Regions from separate parts of the Mus musculus genome. Here regions 2 and 3 are each linked to region 1. A link is a contact called in public HiChIP or PLAC-seq data. All regions are on one chromosome and are shown on one strand. The core of a region is the stretch at or near the end of the contact, and the rest is flanking DNA. Distances in the headings are between cores, read along the strand shown.

Region 1 (5,071 bases), core at 1,786-4,285:
ATCATTAGTGTACTTCAGGACATAATGTCTTATTCTAACTTTCAAGCTATCACTTTTATGTTTCTCAGTAGGGATTGGTTGTGATGCTAAGGTCCTGTTCCTCAATTGGTTCTCGATTCACCAATAAAGATACCAGTGACCAAAGACTGAAGATGGGGCAGGACACTGAGTTGCTGGAAAGGATGAAGGGAGAATGGAGAGAGCTGGAGAAGGAGGCAATATCTATAGGATATACAGCCAAGCAACCATGATAGTTTTTTATTGGAATGGCCAATGGCCACTCTCTCCGATTCCTGGGGTGGCAAGGGAGGCTTGAGAGTGTCCCGTGTTGTCTTTTTATCCATGAATCCAAGGAAATATGGGTGGGAGCTGGTAGCGAGGCCCATTCCCTGAGCTTAAGGAGGGATAGCAGAAACTATATGCTACATTTCTCCAGTAACTCTACAAGGCTTTAATATTGTATGGTGGTGTTGTGTGCAAAATCCATGTGTGCTTCTTCCTGTATTACAATTTTTGGTACTTAGTTTTGGAATTTTTTATTCAGTAATTAAGAAGAATCCCTTAAACACCACTTCTGGGCCTGTCATATTTCTAGAGCTGAAAAAAATCTCAAAGAATATCACATACTCTTTAGGGAATTTAAACATTATTGTTGAGTGGGTTAATGTCTACCAAGCCACAAAATCTATTCAGCTGTTAATTCTCACAGCCTCATGATATAAACTTCCAAGCCATGTTTTAATCATTTGCCACGTGAATATCTGACTTATAATTTGACATTACATGCTTCATGGATATTGAGCTATATGCCTACCATTCTCTAAACAGGATGATACAAGGATGGAGTGTACAGTGTCAATTCCACCCACACTGTGGGAGGGAACTCACGAAACCTTTCAACTAGAGTGGATTTGATAGACCACTCTAGTTTGGAATCAACTCTCTGAATCATGTTGGCAGTACATGTTGTCTCATCACTTATAGTTGTATATTACTTAGTTATATGAACACAAAGCATATAATGACTACACCTGTTATGTGACATTAACTTTTTTCTAATTACCTTTAAGATCCTGAGAGTTAATGACAAAGTTTTTACAAGCCATTGAGACATAGCTCTACCCCTTTGATTCTCCTGAGGCAAACATTTCCAAACTCTATAGATGCACTCAGTATTTTTTTTCTAGTTGCTAAGGAAACAAGCACTTGTGTCAAAGATTTCTCCCATGTAATATATATATACACACACACACACACACACACACACACACACACACACACACACTTGGAATTTAATTACTTCAAGTATCTTCAGAAACTTTCTCCTATGGGAAACATTTCATCATCCAATTTCACACTCATATGAAATATATGCTATTTATTTGCTATTTATAGGTTATTTATTTACCAATAGAATACTGAGACAAGAAAAATGAATACAATGGCTACATTTTATTTTTAACAGGTTGTATTATTACTTAAAGCTTACTTTGTATTTTATAAGGTATTATTATGGGATGCAGTATGAGAATGTTATTCATTGAACAATATAGTGTGATAAAAATGTCTGTTTCTAGCCTCATAAATATTAGTTTTTAATTGAGAAAGTTAAATAATAAAAAAAATTATGTTATTATATTTCTATGGTGATGTTGTAAGACAACATAAATTCATAAAATTAATTCATTGCACATATAAAATCACATTTATTATTTTACATAAATCTTCATTTTTGTTTATAAACTACTAAAATTTTTATTTGAAATTACACCAAATGGCTGGATACAATCAATCCTAATTTAATTTGCCTATGTGAACTGATATGAGAATTCAGGAAGTTGGACATACTTTAGATTCCTTTGTCAGCTACGTTGACTTAGTTTGAGATCCTATTTAATTCACATTTAGGAGACATGATGGAATATAATTACCATAAGCATAATACAATTGTAGATGAGGTTGCTGATATTTCAAATTTACCAGAACAAATAAATTGATAAGTGGTACTATACTATCCAACCACTTTTATGTAAGAAAATCAATCACTTTCCAAGGGCAAGGTTTAAGCACATATAAGTCAAGTCGACTTGCGATGAAACAGTCATTTAACTACTTAAAGGCAGCCTGTAAAATCTACAGCTCTTCCCTGCCCCACTGCTAAGAATATAATGTGATATCACGGGAATACTTTTCAAATTAAAAAAATAATATTAATAACTACCCATAATATTTTTGGAGGATCCTATCTTTGAAATTTTAAAGATATACAGTTTAAAGTAATTGTGAATAAATATTAGTAATACTTGGTTACAAGTTCAATTAATTTTAAACTTTATGACCTGTATTTTTATGTATTTTAATCAAAGATTAATGATATTAAACTTCATTCAACTTGAAAGGATAAGAATGTTTAAAAAATTCCACATTAGTGTATTCTTAAAATTACAAGTTAAATCATATAACCAAAATTATGTCTTATATTTTCTTACTTGAAAAATACTATGTCTTAATAATGGTATGTGCTACAAGTGAAATGAGTCATATTTTTATGAATAAATAATTTTGTTCTCATCACATAAATGCAATGAAATATGTTTAAAAATATATTTTACAAACCTTTATTAATAAATCAAATAATGATACTTATTATGAGAAAAGATTTTAATTTACAGCTAGTTGAAAGAATTGAATATCATTTTGATTTGGCATATGCCCTGTCTTCATTGTACTCATAGAATGATTCTGAGAATAATTTTAATAACGGTATGTTATTAGCATGTTAATGTGCAGTGGAATAAGGATTATACCTGCCAGGGAGATCAATGATTGGTTTATATTTTTTAAAAAAAGATAAGAGATACCTGGTTTATTTGACCCTGTTTGTAATTCCAGCTCTAGTTCTTAATCAAAGTGCATTTTAAGTTGTTTCTGCCTCAGTGATTTTGTTTTTAAAATCAACTTCCTTGGTCAGGCATGGCTGAGCTTGTCTTCAGCTGCGCACAAACAAACCAGAGCTGGAAAACAAGCTCCCGAGTGGTTGGCAGAGACCTTGTCTTTGCAAACATTTCTTCTCATTTCACCAAATGTTCTCAGGGACATTTTCATCTGTCCTTGTCCCCTTCATTCCGCCCCCTCTGCTCATCATCCCCATTTCAGTGACCCTGCTAAAGACATCAGATCTTTTTCTTTTTAAATATGCAATATCTCCTACTGACAAGAACTGTGGAACTCCACTATTATATGCAACAGTAATCATGATTAGAACCTAAAACGGACATTTCAGTTTATCTATGTTAATTTTCATCATTTGTCAAATAGATCAGAGGGTTTACAAAGATGATGCAGTGCTACTTTTAAGCAAGGCTAACATCTTGCTTACCTTTAATAATGTTGGGTTTTGGGGGCATGCTGAACTCATATACAGTAGGCTCAGAATATCCCAGTCTGTTGGCAGCTGTGATTTGCACTTCGTAGCCCATTGTCCACTGCAGATGCTCCAAGATAATGTGGTCTTTATTTCCCTGTACCTTCTTCTCTAGCCACTGATCTTCCTTGTCTTTCTGTGGAAGCAGAGAAAGGAGGTTTAGGTAAATAGTGCTATGAAAAGGTTCTACTTTAAATAAATTTTATTGGAATGATGTAAATACTTTTATTAGCTCAGTCTTATAAAAGGAGATGTGTGAAATTTCTAATGTAATTAATTCAGCATCATTTCTAATATTTCTCTATAAACATTAATATACTATCCAAAAACTGATGTTACTGCAAATTAATCAAGGAGTAGTATAAGTCAACTTATAGAATTTTACTCCTTATAGTCAAACATGAACTAGGTTTACAGTCATTTTTTTCGACTGTCAAAAAATGGATAATTGAATAATTGCCAGAGACTATTACTAACATTTGTTGAATAGAACTATCTGTGAGGTAAATATAGGAAAGTATTTATAGATGTATACTTTAAGTAGTGTTTTACATGACTGTAATGAAATAATACACAAGGAAAATATAGAAAACACATTTTCAATAATGCAAAACAATGCTATGTTTTTCCATGAACAATGAAAGACCAAATAGCTCATTTTTGTCTATTTTCTTCTTTATTTTCTCTCATTCTCTCTTTTCTCTCTATGTATCACTATCTTTATTTCTATCTCTACATCTATCTCTCTTCCTCTTCTTCCACTCCATCACCTTCTTTGCATCAAGCAGTGTATATACAGGATAACCTCAACCTTGCAGGAATACTGTCTCAGTTGCATGAGTCTTGCAGCTTTAGATATCTGTCTTAAAATGCACAGCTTAAGGTCACCATGATTGTTTCCATCTTCAAAGTTACTATATATATATTATTTTATTCCTTCTGTAAGAGTTTTAGAGCGGTTGGTATTTAAATAGCTCCATATTTGAAAAGCCATCCAAACTACTTTAATGAATAAAGCAAAATCTATTGCCCTGTTTATCTAAATTAAATTGTCTAATGGAAGATAATTATTGGATTCTGTCAAATTAATCACTTAAATATAAAAGTCCCAGATACTATTAACAGCATAATTTGTGCTCTTTTAAAACTTTAAGAGCATATGCTTTGTTTGCAAGCCTGTCTACACAACCTGTGTGTATATGCACATGGTCATGTTGATGCAAGCTGACTCTGTAACTGCAGTTACAGCAGGTTGTGACCCTCAAAATAAATGTGTAGGCTACTCAACACATGTCCTTGGCAAGGGTTGTTAGTAGTCATAAGACTGAAACAAATTTCTAGTCCATGTGTCAGATTTTCCAACATTTAAGGTTATGTGTGCTTTCTATAAAGACAGAAGATGAATAAAGCTGAAGATATTTTTCATTTGTTTGTGTCTGTGGCCTGAGTCCAATAATCAGAGATGCTCTATGAAATTCTGATCTGGGACCATATGTGACTATTATTTTGTTTGGAGGGAAGTCACATATGAAATTTTAGATCATGCCTACTGATAGACTATTCTGGGGCAAAGGTTATTCTCACAACTTGTTCTTTCGTGTATGATTCCAAAATGTGCAAAAATATAAATTATGGGATGTAGAGATT
Region 2 (5,071 bases), core at 1,150-3,649, 390 kb after region 1:
AAAGCTGGTTCCCCCGGATACTCCACTAAGGGTGTCTGCATGGCATGCCACTGCACGAGACAGAGAGATCTTCTTTACAAAGATGCCATCCGTCTGTCCTGTTTCATTGACGAGGAATATGGGTTCCCCTGCAGGCAGGCTTCCTTGCCACAGTTCTCCTCTCTAACCACCCTGCGTGCTGATTATAAATCAGCTAAATCACAATTTCAAATACAGGCTACATCTAGAGACCCAAAGTGTATCTGCCTTTGTGCACTGTTTATGCCTAGCTACTTAAGCATTCCAACCTCTCCCCTTTCCCTGAATTCCAGCACACTTGGCATCAGCGATGATAAATGCACAGACTCTACAACTGGGATGATTTCCTCCAGACAGCGCATCAATCGGCACAAACTTGCCCCCATATTACTTCACACTACACTCTCCTAATTGCAATTGCATCTAAGTTAGATTTTTCAGACTGCCTTGTTTGAATTCAGAACTGCCTCTCCATGTTACAAATGAACAGTTAAACACAACTACCAACCCAACCCACCCACAAAATGACAGCTCTGTATCTTGTAGTGAACAAGTGTATGCTGATCTTTGCAAGAGAGGTGACTGGATTAATGAACAAGACTAATATGAGCTTCCGATGGATCTATCTGCAATTTTTTCTGAGACTGAAATATTACCCATCCTCTGTTAGGATGGCAGAAAGAGGCACTTTATAAATGAGAGCAATATCTAGCATGTGAATTTGTACTTCAGAACATAAAAATCTACATCCAATCGTGGTTCATCATTTCACTGTAGTTTCAGAGAAAGACAGAGAAAGGAAGTCTTTACATCCAAAATGCCAAGCCCTACTGAGGGATGATAGAAGGACAGTGGGTGCAAGAGCAGAAACAAGCATTTCTTGCTTAAAATGGAGTTATACCACCCCCTGCTGGAGCACATGAGCAACGCAGAAGCGGTGGGGAAAAATGCTTAGAATTGGATCTAGAGAACATATTTTAACTTATCTTGCATTTTATTAATTTCATAGAAAATGCCGCACAAATAATATGGCATTCCTGCACTTTCATGTAATAGGAGAATTATGGATATTACCTTTGCCTTTAAGACTTCCACCAGTGCATATTTTGGTATTTTGTCTCCCCCCAATTAAATGTCCAAACTTGTCTGGACAGTTCAAAACGTTTCAAATGATTGTGAATATATTTTATGTGAACGTAGACTATGGAAGGCAGAATGATAAATTCATAATGCCTATCATCTATATACAGATTAGCAAAGATTGCTTCAACCAATTGTCCCTAGGGCTATTCTAACACGTTTTTTCTCTCTCTCCCCCACCCAAATTAAAAAATAAATAAATAAAAAGCTCCCCAGTACTCCCAGTGCTCCCCAACCTTCCAAATCCCTTACAGGTGCAATTCAAATCGAATGATAGATCGTGTTCAGATTATGCTATATTCAAAGGAGGGGGGGTCACAATGAACGCCTGCAACACAACCCTAGTTTTAGCCATTTGCTGTTTTACAGCATCTATGGCCCCTGTTAGTTTCCAACATAAATAAGCCATCAAACGTTCACTTCACAGCCCACCCACCACCCCCCAAAAAAAAAAAAAACTGGTGTTGGGAAAGAAGAAAAGAATCTCTAAGAATTGAATTTCTTGCACACCACAGAGATTTTTGATAAACGACTTTAATGCTGGTAGTTTTTGCCTCTTCTGTAAAACATCACCATGCCCTTCCCTTCCGCAACCTCAGATATTTAACTGTGAATACACACCAACACACTCATCCAATTTCGGGTAATAAGAGAGAATAAGCCAAAAAAAAAAAAAAAAAAAAAAAATCCCAGAAGCTGGAGCAATTTTCCCTCCCATGATCTCTTTCACACCGACGATGCTTATCTCCAATTCCGCACGGTCTCCTCTCTTATTTAAGGGGTCTTTCGAGCAAACGGATAGAATTTGAGGGGCCGCGTAAAGAAAGAGGTAAAATCCCAACAGTCGCCTCAAGAACCACCGCAACTTTGGTGCCTGGGTTTCGTGGCCCCGGGAGCCTCGCTCTTTGCCTCTCCGGGTTGGGTGGAGAGGGGGAGGGAAAGTGAAGCAAGAAAGCCGCACACTCCTACCTTGCCCGCTCCTGACAAGCAACCCGAGCAGGTAGAAGGAGAGGAGGAGGCTCATGTTCAGGACGTGACACCGGCGGACAGTTCCAAAGTTATTAAGTCCAGCCCCGGAGAGAGAACCTTCCGCTGCCACGGCCGCCTCTGCTAGCCCGCCGCCGCTCCCGGGTGCCCCAGCCGCCCGCAGCCCGCCGCGCGCTCCTCCTCGCAAAGTGACTGCAAGCTCCGCGCCTTGCCGCACTATATCCAGGCGGCGGCGGCGGCGGCAGCAGCGGCCGCCGCGGCGGCAGCGGAGCCGGCGGGAGGAGGCGGGGGCGGGACGGGGCGGGGAGGCGCGGCCCCGGCGGATCCCTCCGCGCGCTCGCCCTGCGAGCCAGGCACGCGCGGCCCCGGGATTCGTCCGCAGTGGAGCCCCAGCCACGGGTTCGAGCCCAGGAGTCCCGGGCTTTTCTAGCTATGCGGATGGTGCATGCTCACGGGGAACAGGGACGCCTGGACACCAGCACCCTCTGGCTCTTTTGCGACCCCGCAGGTGTGGCCGGGTTGCTGAGTACTGCAGAGGGCGAGCCCCAGAGGCACAGGAAGTATTGACCTTTGGTTCCTAAAGAGCTGGGGTGGCAGGGTCTGTGTCTATCCTAGGACTTAACCCTGGCCTGGCCTGACACCCTTAGTGCTTTGACACTTCCCTGTGGATCAGGGGAACAACTGTCTCCTAGGGTGTATGGCTACTAGCCCCTGCTTTAGATGGACCAAGAAAGACATTCATGCAGTGCATCTTTAGGTCCCAATTCATTGGGATGAGTGGATCCCCTCCCTAAAGGGGGGCGCTGCTGAGGGCTAAGATCTAGGAGGGTCTTGGGTTTTTTTTTTTTTTTTTTTATACACCATCTAGGATTAGCACTGTGAGGTAACATTTCCTTGTCAGTGTCTGAAGAGAGAGATCCGGGAATGTAAATGGAGGACCTGAGCTGGGGTTCTTTTTAAGGCCCACTCACCTGCAAACCCCACTGTACCTGCACCCCTCACAACTGAGTGTGTGTGTCACCTGAAAGTGTGACTGGAGGAGTAAGCATGGAGCTGTGGTGTCATGCAACCAAAGTCTGGGGTTGATCACGATATTTCCGCTGGTGGAACAGGGACATAAACTGTCACTTTACTATGACACCTATGACAAGAGACTAATCAGAACCAGAATCTCTGGCCCCAGGATCTGGTCTCTGCCCCGATCAGAGTGAGCAGACACAGCTGACAAAAGGTTCCTAGCCAACACTTTGTTCAGGTTCCTTAGAGTGATCAACCAGCTCACCCCAGACTCAGAGAGCTCCCTGGTGTTTTTCTTATCAGCAAGTACACATGTACAACCACAGTCGACTCTTATGAACATACTGCAGATGAAAACTAATCTCTTCCCCACAAAGCTTGCAGGTTTTCAAATTGACACCCGGATTAGCTAAGTACCTATTGCACATGCATGAACATGCCTGTTCACACACACATGCAAAGGGACCTACACTTAATGATGAGAGGATTATTATTCTGTAAGGGTGTGCACTCTTTTTCTTATTACTTAGAGCCAATTTATTTTAAAGTAAATATGTGGACTATGACAGAGAACAGTCTGATACTATAAAGTAATTTGAATACTCGACTTCATTAAGGTCAGAACAGAGAAAGAAATAGAGAAGCAATGGTCTATCCTCGATTGGTGGAGTTTCCATCTAAATGTTCATATTATAATATGGCATATATAGCTCAAATCTGATTGTATTCATACTGGTGTGTTTTGAGAAAAAGAGACAGACAGAGAATTATTTTTTTTGTATGTCCAGTGGTTAGTTCTTGTCAGTGGGACACAAACTAGAATCATGTGAGAAAAGGATGCTTCATTTGAAAATTTGCCTCGTGGGCAGGTAGGTGTTTCTGGGGTTGTTTTACAAAGCAGGCTAAGCAAGCATGAGGAGCAAGTCAGAAAACAGCATTCCTCGGCTTCAGTTCCTATCTCCAGGTTCATTCGTTGAGTTCCTGACCACAGCACCTTTCATGACAGACTGTGGTTGAGAAATGCAAGCCAATCATCTTTGGACTCTGCATGCTTCTGGGCTTGGTGCTTCATCACAGCAATAGTAAGCAAGCTGCAAGAGCATGGAAAAATTGGTTGAGCAAAATCTTGTCTTTTGGCTGTCTAAAGAGGTGATGTGTAATCCTTCCTCAATTTGGTAGCAATCTTGATAAAGAGAGCAGGCATATACAAAAATTATCTAATAAATCAGGCAATGTAGCAAAAATACACAAGGAATGCATTGCTATTGTTGGGAAAAGAGAGATGGGATGAAGGAGAGGAAGACATAAAGAAAGGGAAATCTTTTCTAAATAGCGTTTTAAAGAAAGGCTTCAGGAAACATTGAAGAAAGGAGGGAGATTAGACAGCAAAGGAGAAGCTGAAGTGAAGGCTAAAGTTCTGAAAGCATCCAGCAGTCTTGGAACACAGGACAGAGTCTAAAGGACAAAGGCTGGAGGGATGGCTGGCTCGGTCTGGAAAGTAGTTATCATGTAAGCCAAGGAAAGTGAGTTCTGATTCACACCATCAATATAGAAAGTTCGTCACAATGAGGTGTGCCTGTTGTCCTAGCATAGTATGTTTAGGAACAGAAGAGAAGAGGACCTGGAACTCACTGACTCATGCGACTTAGCAAATTAGGAAGCTCCACGTGATCAGTGTGAAAACCCATCTTTCTAAACAAGAAACAAGAGGACAGGGGGAAGTTGTACAGTGAGGTAGCTGAAATCAACTTCTGGCATCCATATGGACATGCATAGGTGCTTACAGACAGATGAGCATATACAGACACAGGCACACACAGAGAAATATCTATAACATTACATTGTGTATAACACAGAGTTGAACTTGACTTTGGCAGTGGAGTTAGTACTTACTATGCCAAAAACAAAC
Region 3 (5,071 bases), core at 1,494-3,993, 260 kb after region 1:
TTCATTTCTCAATATTTTTCAGTGAATTTAGTTTTGAAGTGATGGGGTAATAGCTATGCAGAAACAGAACTTGCTCCACAAGCGCTGGGACCTGAGCTAGATCCAGCATCCACAGAAAAAGCTTGATGTGTTCCGAGCCAGTGCTATGGAGATAAACACAGGATAAAAACACTCAATGACAACTTTCTGCCTCCACATGTATGCATTACACTAAACTCAGATTTAATAATAAAAAAGTCAATGAATAAATAGTGTTAAATAAAATTTGGAGTGTTTTAAGTTTGCAGAAATGTTGATTGCATTGTAAAGTATCTCCCTGTTTAAAACATGCTCAATCGTACATGGCCTCATGAAGCATCAAGGATGTCTCTCAATGTGGGGCATGGTAGCAATGCCTTCTTCCCTGCTTGTCATGCTCTTAAGGATGGTTCAGGTTCCTTCAGAAGGACCACAGGTATTAGAACTCTCTGGGTCAAAGTGTAAGATCAGTTCAACCCTCAGAGCTCATCAAAGACAGATCCGTGTTCAGTGGATGTGTTTACCAGAAACTTACAACTGGTCAAAGTGCAGAAATAAAGGGAATATGTGGGTTCAAAACTAAAAATGAGAAATGTATGTTATGCTCTTCCCCAAGCTTCACAGATCATTGAGAAAGATGGAGCAGAAAGACTATAAAGGCCAGGAGATGCAAAAAGTTGGAGCAAACATGGTGTTCTAGAGATGATAGACCTCTGCACTAACGAACTTAAAAGTGTGGTTGCCTGCAAAATCCTAGAGAAGACCAAGCTAGTCAGTTCTTGCATGGAGCAGGGAAGGGCTTATGAATCCTACTGGCTGACATGGTATGGACAATTGATGGTATCTTGGGGATGGAGAGTGGTTTCCTTTAAGGGTATGGCTTATGGTGGATGGAACACTTGCAAGTGTTTTGCTCCATATCCAGAAGAATGTGAAAAAAAAGAAATTGGAGTTAAAAGTTATCAAATTTTTAAAAGATAAAATATTTATGGGATAGAATTAGCTATACCGCTCATAGGTACATACCCAAAATTGCTCTACTATACAATAAAGACACATGCTCCACTATGTTCATAGCAGCCTTATTTATAATAGCCAGAAGCTGGAAAGAACCCAGATGTCTCTCAACCAAAGAATGGATGAAGAAAATGTGGTTCATTTACACAATGGAATACTATTCAGCTATTAAACCGAGGACTTTAGTTGAAGTAGATGGAACCTGAAGAGACCACCTCCAGTAGATAGACAGGGACCCCAGTGGAGAGATGGAGCCACCAACCATCTTCAAAATATCTCACCCAGAATTGTTCCTGTCTAAAGGAAATTCAAGAAAAAAAAATGGAGGAGAAACTGAAAAAAAAAAAGGCCATCCAGTGACCAGCCCAACTTGGGATCCATCCCATGCACAGGCACCAAAAACCCTGACACTATTACTGATGTCATCTTATGGTAGCAAATAGGAACCTAGCACGGCTGTCCTCTAATATATATAAAATGGGAACCTAAGAATGGGGGCAGCTGTTCCATGTTTTGTATCTCTCTAGGAAATTATCAAAACTGAAATTGGATGTGGTTTCTTGATATGTTATATATATATAACATAGGCATGCTTGTGCCTTATGTGCACATGTCAAGGTCAGAGAACTATCTCCAGAATTTAGCAATCTTTTCACTATGAAAGAGACTTTCTTCTGGCCCAGAGATGAGATCCAGCTAATCATCCTGGCAGCAAGTACCTCTACCTGCTGAGCTGTTTCATTGCCATTCCTGATCCAGAATTTTCAAGCTAAAGAGTCTGTGATAGGCAAGAACAGAAAGGGAAGGCTATCTGAAGAGAATGTAAGGACGTCTGATAGTAGCATAGATTAAGCAGTCGTTATTAACCCTTAGTTCTTATCTACTGCGTTTAGACAACTGTTAGAATAAAATAGGTAAATATGACACGGGGCATTAATATGTGGCTTTGGGTAACCTTGGCCTTAGTACGGTGAGTGTGTATAACCTCCTGGAAACGCTAAGTGTGAGGCAACCTTCCCAGTTCAGCATCACAGAGGCAATTTAGTTGTGAATTTTTTTTCCGCCACACTAGACTTTATTTGATTCACTACTCCATATCTAAGAGCCAGGCATCGTGGAATCAATCAATATCTGACTAGGAAATCAATCAATAAATAGTGATGTGATAAATAAGCAGATGATTTAGAATTATCTAATTTAGAAAATAGTCGGTGAGCACATCTACATCAAAGGCCTAAGGTTGTCTTTTTAAACATTGCATCTAATAAAAACTGTGGTCAATATACCATCCTTGGTATTATCTGTCAAAACCAGAAGAAAAGGGACCACACCAATGCACTACTCAGGAAGATATTCTGCCCATACCTTAATGCCTTTGCAATGGGGATGTTAAAAGAATTCAGTGGATATATAATGTGTGACGTTTCAGCTTCCCTGAAATTTACACACTGAAAGTATAATCAAGTACAGAATCTCAATATTCTATTGTGGTGGGATATTTCTTTCATTCCAATTTCAAACACTAAAGAGCAAACTCCTCTGTAACAAGATAAACATAATCTTAGAATGTTGAGTACTGTAAGCTGCAAAGTTGCAAAACTACTAAAGTTGAGAGTGCCCAGTTTAACACCAACAGGGACACCCACTGAAGCCATTCATTTCTAAATTGTATTTGGTGCCACCTGGTGGCAGCCGGCAACTCAGAATTAGCTGTGTAAATTATAGATTTATGTGGGCTGATGCTATCTTACCACCTGTGAACCCAGGACTCACTATGAGTTTCCATTTGTTGGATTGGAGCAATCCTGGGGGAGAGTTTCTGGGGAGCGCTGTGGCCTTCCAACCTTAAACTGGTCCCATCACAATAAGTATCTGCTGAAAGAATAGTCTGGAAACAAACTATTGGGTCTCTATTACCCATCTACCTCTTAGTAGAAGTGAAGTCTTAATGTTTAGCTAAATTTCTCTTGTGTCAACATATTTTAATTGCAAGATAGTAATAAGTACAATGATTTTTTTTGTAGTTTTGTAGTGACTAAAATAATCCAGCAAACAAACAAAAAAGCAAAGTGAGGGGGCAGTCAGTCTTATGTTATGTTGCTAACTATGCCTAAAGTTAAGATGCACTGGCAGTTTAAAACATATCTGATACACCCAGCAATGCATAGAAAATGGAAAACAGAGCACACCTGCTAGATGGTTTCAATGTAGCAATGCAAAATATACTCACTTATCCAAAAAACAAATGAGTTGACGATGTATAATGGTGTTAGATTGGTGGAATGAATACTTTATTCTTTCTACCTACAGTTCTTATTTTAAGAATTGTGTTTGTGTTTTTGAAAGGAATCAACTATTTAAAATACCACATTTCAAAACAAAATTGTCTTCAAGAAGGAACAGTGCTGATTAATCAGAAACAGGGAAAGCAGTGTAGAAGGGGCACGGAGACTGGCTTCACTCTTGACAGTAACAGAGCATTTAATCTCCTTTCTCCCTTCCTGTGTCCCTCTGGTGTCTCTTCCTCTTTAGCAAACTGCCTTTGAAGTACTTCAATCATGCCCTCTCCTACAGGTAATCACTGACCTCTATTTTGGCTGTCACGACCAAAAGCAATGCATTTATCTTTATTCTAAGTGGAGTGTAAGCTTCTTCAGGGGAATTGATGAGTTTCTGTCTTAGTCTGTATCTCTGACATCATTAATTCAATGTCATACATCAAGGACAGGGATGAGTGACTATGTGGGCATCTCCTCTTGCTACAGAATTGCTATGCAGGCAAGTGGATGAAAGAACATGCTAATTGGAATCTTTATTATTTTAAGCACAAGGACTGAGTAAGCATTGGAACTTCTCTCTCGTATCTATTGATGAATGCATTTTAATCTCCCCATAAGAACTGCCAAATTCCTTTCAACTTGAACCACTCTTCATGATACATTTTGGCATATTAAACCTCAAGTCAGTTCTTTCAACAGATAAGGATATATTTCTGGTTGGTGTTGATGTTAACAATATTTAGAAATGATGGATACTTGCTACCTAGGGTTTAGGGGTATTCTCACAGGGCTTTTTTGTTTGTTTCTTTGTTTTTGGTTTTCCTATTCTTTGCAGACCTTCGTATTTTCATAAATTCCAATCATTGCCAAGACTGCTTTCAGGCACAGCTTAAGCCATTAACATGCATATAGTATATTGATATATTTCATATATTTCATATATCAATATACTAACATATATATTTACACAAGGTTTTGAGACCAAAGCTCATGAAAATTTACATATACACATACCAATGCAATATTGAGATTTAAAAATAACTCAAAATATAGATTATCTTTCTCTCTTCTAAGTGGGAAGAGAGAAAATACACAAATATGAATGTCCGGACTTATTTTTTCCAGCCGAATTTCTATTGATGTAAATATATTCCAACTCCCTTATCAGCCCATCCTCCTATGTAAATCTTGGTATTTTATGCTCGTAATTTGCTAAACTGGTATTTACACAAGGTTTTGGGACCAACTGCTCATGAAAATTTACAATCTGGTGACTCTGTAAACATTCTCCCCTGTTTTATGTATATTTTTAGACTCATGACCCATTTTATTCTCCTATTTTATAGGAAGGGTGTATTTTTCTTATCTTACATAGTTTCATCAAGTCTATGGAGTAGCTCTAAAAATCCTAGAATTTATTTTTGCAAAAGCAAATTACTGTTGAAATATATTAGCAATGGATATTAGTGTTATGCAAACTCATTTTTAATTTGTTTCTGCAGCTGGATTTGGCATTATAGGACACATTGGAGTTTTCCTAAAGTACCATCAGGATATCTGGGTATATAATGTTGGTACTTAACTACATTTACATATAACATGAACTAACCCAGTAACCTGAGTACATCTATTATATTGGACAGATAGACACTTAGCTTTCTTAATTTTTCTAGTTAGTCTACATAATCCATATATAAATATTTACACTCACAGTAAACCAATTTTATTATATTTATACAAATACAGGAAGACATGAA

Evidence for each region. HiChIP or PLAC-seq counts read pairs in DNA pulled down with a chosen protein or histone mark.
Region 2: a RAD21 HiChIP or PLAC-seq map of pro-B cells shows a contact between it and region 1, with 6 times the contacts expected there. The contact joins the promoter of Ncam2 here to the enhancer-like site in region 1. A contact is called at or near these places in 4 of 39 promoter capture datasets (embryonic stem cells, liver and neutrophils), 1 of 15 datasets of contacts at CTCF or cohesin (pro-B cells), 2 of 484 Hi-C or Micro-C datasets (the G1E-ER4 cell line and cerebellar granule neurons) and 1 of 115 datasets of contacts at active chromatin or transcription factors (large pre-B cells).
Region 3: a RAD21 HiChIP or PLAC-seq map of pro-B cells shows a contact between it and region 1, with 5 times the contacts expected there. The contact joins two enhancer-like sites. A contact is called at or near these places in 1 of 15 datasets of contacts at CTCF or cohesin (pro-B cells), 5 of 484 Hi-C or Micro-C datasets (the C10 cell line, the G1E-ER4 cell line, bone marrow-derived macrophages and 2 more) and 2 of 115 datasets of contacts at active chromatin or transcription factors (bone marrow-derived dendritic cells and large pre-B cells).

The regions. Positions count from the first base shown.
Region 1 is chr16:81,588,120-81,593,190 of GRCm38.p6, reverse strand. It overlaps Ncam2 (neural cell adhesion molecule 2), which reads right to left. Exons shown (of 18, transcript NM_001113208.1): 15 at 3,380-3,560. Among named protein-coding and RNA genes, the nearest start is that of Ncam2, 390 kb to the right of the region's middle. Within about 2 kb of position 3,035, at least 2 of the 459 cell types and tissues checked have an H3K27ac peak or open chromatin away from gene starts, as enhancers often do.
Region 2 is chr16:81,198,025-81,203,095 of GRCm38.p6, reverse strand. Ncam2 (neural cell adhesion molecule 2) reads right to left here and starts at 2,399. Exons shown (of 18, transcript NM_001113208.1): 1 at 2,128-2,399. The coding sequence starts at 2,182.
Region 3 is chr16:81,328,378-81,333,448 of GRCm38.p6, reverse strand. The region is part of intron 1 of Ncam2 (neural cell adhesion molecule 2); the gene reads right to left. Among named protein-coding and RNA genes, the nearest start is that of Ncam2, 130 kb to the right of the region's middle. Within about 2 kb of position 2,743, at least 5 of the 459 cell types and tissues checked have an H3K27ac peak or open chromatin away from gene starts, as enhancers often do.